2 separate regions of the Gossypium arboreum genome follow, and region 2 is linked to region 1. A link is a contact called in public Hi-C data. All regions are on one chromosome and are shown on one strand. The core of a region is the stretch at or near the end of the contact, and the rest is flanking DNA. Distances in the headings are between cores, read along the strand shown.

Region 1 (4,237 bases), core at 1,708-4,207:
GTATAATTAGAGGATTCTATTATATTCATTCGTATGTCTGGATATGCAATGGAAATAGATATCAGACATAAATATTTCAAAAAAAATTAAAGTCAGAAAAAAACCATAAGCATGCTCTTATTCTTAATTTTTTTCCTTATATATTGTTCATCACTAGGCTGAAGTTACCATCATGAAGCTGACACAAGAGAGAAGCATGGTTGCTCGAGAGACGGACAAGCTTCAAAGTGAATTAGTGAGTCACATTTTCATTCATTTTTGTCATAATTAGTCTTTCAAATTGACACACTGAAAAGATTAGAAACTTCCTAACAACAGAAAATTTATCTAATTAACCAGCATAAATAACCCATAAAATCAAACTCTGAAAAAGATATTCGTGTTTGACACTTATGTTACTTGGATTTTGGAATATTTGTTGAATGAGGGTGTCTGACATAAGTGTAAGATGCTTATTTATTACAGTACAAGGAGAACTGCTATATTTCAGTAGTTAGCCGCTGACCATTTTCTTTTTCAACTGTAAATAAGAACTTTTGCTTCCCTGTTTATAGGAGTTTTCGAAGACGAAGTCCAATGCCATAAGAATAACTCAGGTAGGTTTTCCGCTCCTCTACGTATGCATGGTGGCCGTTGTCGGTCTGGTGATCGGATACTTGAGCAATCTCTAGGGAGCGAGAACAAGTGAATCTTTTGTTATCTTACTATGAAGTTCTAAGTTCCAACATTAAAAAAAAAAAAAAAAAGTCTTTTCCTATATATAATGTTGGAACCTCTTATTGCTTTTTTATATATAATTGGAACTTCTTATTGTTATTGTAAGTAAATTGCACATTTTTTAAAGTGAATATGAAGATAACAAATACCTGTAAAGATTACAGCCTATTATTAGATGCTTATGTGTTTTTTTAATTTTATTTTATACAATATCAGGGATGAGAATTGGATCACTTGTTTTAAACTTGTGTTAAATATGTGTTTTAAACTTGTTTTAAATTACGCGTATACGTCTAGAAATCACGAATTTAAAACACTTATAATTGTTTAAAACAACATACTATAAATAATGAAATGTATGGTTTGAAAGTTTTTTTTTTTTTTTTTGAGAAAAAAACGAAACCCATAAATGAGAAAAAGCATTAAGTTAACAAATAGATTCAGTATACGAACAAACTAAAACTCGAGGCAACAGGCTCACCCCATATACTTGAACCTATCATTTGCACTCCCCAATCACACTATTTTTAGTTACAGATGAAACATTCTCATTAAAAAAAATAATGGGAAAGCCATTCCATTCCATATGATTTGCATATAACAAAACCACTTAAGCTAAGGAATGAGCCGCCTTGTTGGCACACTGACGAGTCCAGCAGAAGGACAGGTGTTGAAACTGATTCTTTATCAGTAAATAATCACGTAACAACACATCTAGTTTAGAAAAATCAAATGATTGGGGTGAAAAAATCAAAATTACAAGTAGATAATCCGACTTAACTATAAAACTATCGAAGGCCAAAGATTTTAACCTTGACAGGCCTCTCTAATGGCAAAAGTTTTAGCAATGGAAGGACTAAAACGAGCATAAATAAAACTTGAAAAAACTTCAATGTATGGTTTGTAAATTGAAACTAATTAATAATAGCACATGAAATATGTATAACATTAAAATAAAAAGTTAGATTAAATTGTGAGTAAAATAAAATTTAAAGACAAAAATACATCAAGTTAAAAATTAAAAATTGTTTTAGTTCAAATGGTAAAAATCAAAGTTTTATATGTATAATCATTTGGTTTAAACCTCATTATGGATAATTTTTATTTTCTATAAATAAATTTTGCATGTTAAAAATAAAAATGTATAAAATAAATTAAAATAAACTTTGATTTGAGTAGTAAATTTAAGATTTTATTAATTCGGTATGGGTTCAAATCCCACCATATACATATTTTATTGATTTTTGTTAAAAATAAAAAGACTAAAATACCCTCGAATAATATATTTTTATCAACGAATAATATAACTTAATTTAATCATAGAAAAACATTTTGTAATTTTCCTAATCGAGTTGGTGCCAGTTGACTCATGATACTAACTCATTAAAAAGTTTAAATAGAAATATAGATATACAATTGACGAAAAAAATAAATTGTACATATTAAAATAAAATTTGGTTAAATGGTAAATTTAATATTTGACTAATTCAATTGGTGTAGGTTCTAATCCCAATATATGCAATTTTTATTGATTTTTGTTAAAATAAAAAGATTAAAATACCCTCAAATTATAAATAATTAAGGATAGACATTTCTATAATTTCTCTAACGAGTTGGTGCCAATTAACTCGTATCACCAATTCAATTATTAAATAATAGTATAGATAGATAGATAGATTTAATTGCACTAACCTATTACACCCAACCAAAACATGCACCGATTAGTATATGAACAATATTAAAAATGTAAAATTTCTAACTTTTTACTATTATTTTAAAAATTATCGATAAATTCAAAATGATATAACAAATTAATTAGGGTGAGTTTGGATAGACAATATGTTTACCTGCGATTAATGTAAAAATAGCAGTGACTGTGAGATTAGATACTATAACGATACTATAGCATGAGACAAAAAGTAAGCTAAATACACCATACCATACCACACCCAATCAACCATCCAAACCTACCCATACTATTTATACATACCAATTCTAATAAGAAAACAATGCATCTACTAATACAAATTTTTTATGAACCAATAAATAATTTTAATTACAAATTAAGATTTATGAACCAATAAAAAATTAATTTAATATTTGTAAATAAATCATGCAATTTATTATAATTAAGTCTTTACTCAACAAAAATAAATTTATGCATTATAAACAACTTTTCTTAAAAAAATAATAACAAAAAAGAAGATAAAAGGGACATGTTTTTAATATTAGAAAAAGTTGAAAGTGGGAAAGGTGCAAACTTTTCCCCATAAAAACCGTCTAAAGTTTACACCAAATAAGTCTTCTTTAATTTTGCTCAAAACGCTGAACACTTGAAAAAGTTGGAAATTTCCATTTCCATTTCCCTATCCAAATCTCCATCTCTTTCCTCAATATATTCCTCCAAAAAACCAACCAATTTTCATGCAAAAACACAGTAAACCAAATTCCCACTAAAAGAAAAAATCTCCAGTTAAGTGCTTATTGATGGCGATAAAGTGCATTGCCAGGTTAAGGTCACGCCGGGTGGTTCAAGACCAACTGCAAACTCCCAATGAAGTGGAGGCTGAGGGTGGTTGCTGTTGGGCTAACCTGCCTCAAGAATTATTATGGGAAGTTCTTTTAAGGATTGAAGAATCCGAAAGTATTTGGCCTCAAAGGAAACATGTGGTGGCTTGTGCTGGTGTTTGCAGGAGTTGGAGGTTTATTATTCAACAGATTGTTAAACTTCCTCAACTTTCTGGGAAATTGACTTTCCCCATCTCTGTTAAACAGGTTCGGTTCCTAGTTTCTTATTTTCTGGGTATTTTTATTTTCATTCAAGGGTTGGAAAGGTGGTCTCTTCCCATGTTTTCTGAGGATTTTATCTTCTTGGGAATCTTGAATTGAAAATTGTGTGCCTGTTGATCTGATTTTTGGAGATACGAAGGTCCCAATGGATATGCCTTTGAGTTCCATAGATTAGGAAACTTGACTAAGGATCTTGTCCATTTGCTTATAGAGATGTAAGTTTTGGTGAGTTTTTTTTTCTTTTTTTGGGGGGGGAGGGGGGGGTGAGATTTGGATCTAGCATGTGTTTTGAACCATTTGTGTCTACCATGTATTCGACCACTAGACAAGGCAAGTTCACATTATCAGTAAAGTGTTTTGGGACCATCATGGTTCTCTCTAATCATTGTTTCCTTTATGCAATAGCTTAATAGATAGACTTCCACTTGAAGAGTGGTTCAAGTTTTGGGACCACTTTTAGCTTTTTCAACTAGTGTTGAGCTAACACTAATCATTAGCTAGCTGCCACCACTATCCCCATGTCTGCAAGCAAGCTCCTTTCTTCAACTACTATTATACTCTTTACATTCGGTTAAAAGCTATGGAATTATATTGCTCGGATTGAGGTGCGAGTGTTAAGTGTATGCCCCCGAAACCGTGTCAAGTTATGTGTTGTATATAGAAGCTAAGTAGCTTTAGTTTGTGTTTCTATTTATCGATTTATTTCGAATTTCATTAACTTACGAATCTA
Region 2 (4,300 bases), core at 949-3,448, 210 kb after region 1:
CTGTGCCCCATTGCAGGTAAGGTCTTGGAGGCAGCATTTGTATGAACTTGAAGCTCTTTTTGCCTATTGTATTTCATAAAAACATGCTGTTGGGTTGAATTTTTTTGTATTTTCTTCAGATTTTAGGTGTTCTTTTTTAACAATCTGAATTGTGGTTTGAAATCTGATAAATTGTTGTTTCATGTTCTTGTCTCTATCAATCAAACACGAGTCCGAGTAACCTAAGCTTATAATATTGAATTCCAAGAGTGTGGAGGCTAGTAAAAGATCAAATAATTGCAAATAAAATTGATAAAAGAAAGTTATATATTAGTCTGCAATAGATCTATATAAATATTAACTTACATAAACATTGTACATCTGCAGATCATTTATTCATAGTTTTCCCTGTAAAAATACCATGAAGTTCCTATACCAAGTGTCAGATTACATTTTGACCCCTCTACACAAAAAATAAATAAATTAGTCCTTGTACACTATATCAAATAGCAAATTGGTCATTTTTATTAAAATTTTCATTCATTTCTACCGTTAAAAATTGGTATCACTAAAAAATAATCAAAGGGTGACATGCCACTTGTACCTTATACAGTCGTACAAAGACCAATTTTTAACGATAAAATCGATTGAATTTTTAACAGAATCATCAATTTACTTTTTAATCTAACATACAATGATTAATTTATCCATTTTTTGAGTAAAAGGGACAAACTATAATCTGAAAGGGACAAACTATAATCTGACTCTTAGTACAAAGACCTCTATGATTCTTTTACCTTATTCTCCCCATTGTTTAAACTGGTGCTTGCGAGCTTTGATTAGGCCCAGGGATTGCTTCTGGAACTAACAATGGATATCTGAACTTGTAAAACCTCATGAATGGCTCCTCGTTGAAGCACCCCCAGCCCGTCTAAATCGTCTTTTGACGATGCAAGATCTTCTAGAGAGAGACATCGAAAATGGAATTCATCCCGCATACGGAATCCATAGAACCATCTGCCGAGCTTCCACCATTTGATACAAATTTGGCGGTTTTTAATGTTGCTACTCTTGAGCGCTTCCATGACATCCGAAGCCTGCTCGGTATCATTCATAATTTTTTTAGTTCTAACATGTGTAGCATTAACATATCTAGAAATACAGATTCAAAATCTATAGAGAAACCATTATCTAAAAGCAGCCACGCTGGTTTAGCTTTCAGCCGCGCTTGTGACCATCTAAGAACACTAATTCCACGATGTAAACAAAACAAGCATACAAGAAAAAAATGCATGAAAAATACATAAAGCATGAAAAGTTACCGGCACTTTAAGGATGTTAAGGCAGTAATGAAGTCCAACCAGGTTAAGCAAAACATTCAGCTTTGGTTTGAGCAGCAACATTTGAACATCTTTAAACCCGAACCCCATCAATTTCAGGCATTCAATCGCTTTCAGATAGTCGTTGACCTGGATTGATTCGGATTGCAAACAATTTTCTACAAATTTAATAACCGAATCAGCTTGATCCTTCATCTCCTTGTGCTGCTTTATGTAAAATCCCCTCCAACCCTAGCATCATTTTTAATTTTTTTTTCTCAACAATTTTCATATCAATACAAACAATTGAATTTGCCTAACATATTTAATTACATGTATTTACTTCAACACTAATAGTTTCAACTTGAATGATAAACCGCAAAAGAACTCGAAACACCCATTGCAATTAAGCCAAAACCAACAATTCCAAAGCTAAATTACCATAAATAAAACTTAAAAAAAAAAAAAACACCTTGAAGTCGGGGTCTTTCAAGACATCTTCATATAAAAGAGGCCATCTTTGTTTAAATAAGGGTTCCCATAAACAATCGGAGCCCCATAAATCCCTCCACACCCGAGAACAACAACTCAAGCAGGAAAGATCAGTCACCTAAAAACCAGACGACCCGGAAACCATGTTTAGATTCCACCGATACCCAGAAAGAAGAAAAGAAAGGATGGAAATGAAGAGGAAGCAAATTACCGCAAGGGAAGAAGCAATTTTGAGAGCTACATCGTTTGGGATTGAACTGTATGTATAATCAGATTCATTCATGGTTTCTTTGTTATCGGCTAAAACTGAAAAATAAAAATTAATGATTGATAAAATAATTTTATTTTTGGTATGGGAATTTGTTTTCTTCTTCAAGTGAATATTGAAGTTAAGAATCAGATAGTTATACCTATTATTGACTCCTGTAATAACAATATGAATGAAACAGCGTCGTTTCAGCTTTCAACTACAAGATTTGTCCCTGGGCTCAAATGGTCTTTTTGGGCCTAATATTTATAACACTACATATACATATATAAAAAGGCCTTTTCATTTCTTGGCCACAGACAGCCCATTGGGCCCAGGGACTAAGAAAGAAAGTTTGAAAAGTTAAGGGGATGAAATTAATATTTATCACTATCTATGGAGAAAACGAGCAATTCTATATAATTCTTTTATCAGCTGGGGCTATCATCAATGTTATCCACCACCAATCTTCATTAGATTTTTCTTTTAGCTGGAGGAACTTTACTGGCCATGGAAACCTCCAATCTTGTTCATCATTCACCTCAAATGTTCCCACATTTTCTTTCCCTTTCTCTCTTTAATTTTGAGTGACAAAGACCAGTTTCCCCAGATTTCTCTTCTTAGGTAAAAGAAAATGTCACTTTGTTTATCTTTCAATGCCTTCACTGTTCACTCACCAAAGTCCCAAACTCACAAAACACGTTTCAGTTCTCAGTTCATCAATCAAATCCAGGTAAAACCAGCTAGTTTTACTTCAAAATCAATACCCTTTAATGTAGAAAGGTTTAAACTTGTTAAAGCTTTAGCAACAAAGCCTGTTGAAACAGCTGTATCAGCTTCATTTAGAAACAAGAACCCAAAAGACATCAATGTTTTGGTGGTGGGTTCTACTGGTTATATTGGGAAATTTGTGGTGAAAGAGTTGGTCAATAGAGGGTTTAATGTTATAGCCATTGCTAGGGAAAGAAGTGGGATTAGAGGCAAAAACAGCAAGGAAGATACTTTGAGTGATTTAAATGGAGCTAATGTATGTTTCTCTGATGTCACCAATTTCGACATTTTGGAGAATTCTGTGAAAAATTTAGGGTTTCCCATTGATGTTGTTGTCTCTTGTCTTGCTAGCCGTACTGGTGGTGTTAAGGATTCATGGAAAATTGATTACGAAGCTACAAAGAACAGCCTTGTCGCTGGTAAGAAATTTGGGGCTTCACATTTTGTGTTGCTATCTGCCATTTGTGTCCAAAAACCCCTCCTCGAATTCCAGCGAGCTAAGCTGAAATTTGAGGCCGAATTGATGAAAGAAGCCGAAGGAGATGACGGGTTTACTTACAGTATTGTTAGGCCAACTGCATTCTTTAAGAGTTTAGGGGGTCAAGTTGACTTAGTGAAAGATGGAAAGCCTTATGTGATGTTTGGTGATGGCAAATTATGTGCTTGTAAGCCAATTAGTGAACAAGATTTGGCTTCCTTCATTTCAGATTGTGTTTTGAAAGAGGATAAGATTAATCAGATTTTGCCGATAGGCGGTCCGGGGAAGGCATTGACACCACTGGAGCAAGGGGAGATGTTGTTTAAGCTTGTAGGGAAGGAACCAAAGTTCTTGAAAGTGCCTATTGGGATCATGGACTTTGCCATTGGGATTCTCGACTTCCTTGTTAAGATCTTCCCTTCAATGGAAGATGCCGCCGAGTTCGGTAAAATCGGGAGATATTACGCTGCCGAAAGTATGTTGATTTTGGATCCCGAAACCGGAGAATACAGTGCCGAGAAAACACCGAGCTATGGAACCAATACGTTGGAAGAGTTCTTCGCGAGAGTGCTGAGGGAAGGGATGGCTGGTCAGGAATTAGGTGAACAATCCATCTTTTGAAAGCTGATTGCTTCATTGAATGAACCAGTTTTGTATTAGAACATGACTTGAGGTATAAGCAGCTTTCCCTAACCTTAAAAAACATCTAAAACTAGTGAATCCCACATTGTATTTGTAAAGATTTTACCTTGGAAACTGCCATTGTTATGGAATATAAAGAATTGTTTCTATTGTCTGAATTGTGTGCAACATGAATGATCTTTTACTTCTATCTGTACCATCATAAAAACATGAAAACTTTTGTGTATTTTCTAAATGGAAGATGATATTCAAAGGAAATCAAGAAGGAAGAACACTCCAAGAAGCAAGAGACACACAATCAAAAGAAATCACTTTAGTTAATGTTTTTTTATCTTTCTCTTATAAATATTTTAGAGAGCATCATTCTTACAC

What was found. A called contact is a pair of places that touch in the nucleus more often than the background predicts.
Region 2: a Hi-C map of leaf shows a contact between it and region 1, with 4 times the contacts expected there. The contact joins the promoter of LOC108470178 here to the promoter of LOC108455899 in region 1. A contact is called at or near these places in 2 of 5 Hi-C or Micro-C datasets (both in leaf).

Annotation. Positions count from the first base shown.
Region 1 is chr10:101,855,271-101,859,507 of ASM2569848v2, forward strand. LOC108455899 (tubby-like F-box protein 3) reads left to right here and starts at 2,958. Exons shown (of 5, transcript XM_017754484.2): 1 at 2,958-3,492. The coding sequence starts at 3,205. LOC108455915 (vesicle-associated protein 1-2-like) reads left to right here. Exons shown (of 9, transcript XM_017754503.2): 8 at 158-235; 9 at 555-873. The coding sequence ends at 671.
Region 2 is chr10:102,064,958-102,069,257 of ASM2569848v2, forward strand. It overlaps LOC108470178, which reads right to left and starts at 2,199. Exons shown (of 4, transcript XM_017771443.2): 1 at 2,002-2,199; 2 at 1,771-1,908; 3 at 1,302-1,550; 4 at 303-1,076. The coding sequence starts at 2,073. The coding sequence ends at 819. It overlaps LOC108466514 (divinyl chlorophyllide a 8-vinyl-reductase, chloroplastic), which reads left to right and starts at 2,464. Exons shown (of 1, transcript XM_017766883.2): 1 at 2,464-4,086. The coding sequence starts at 2,672. The coding sequence ends at 3,907.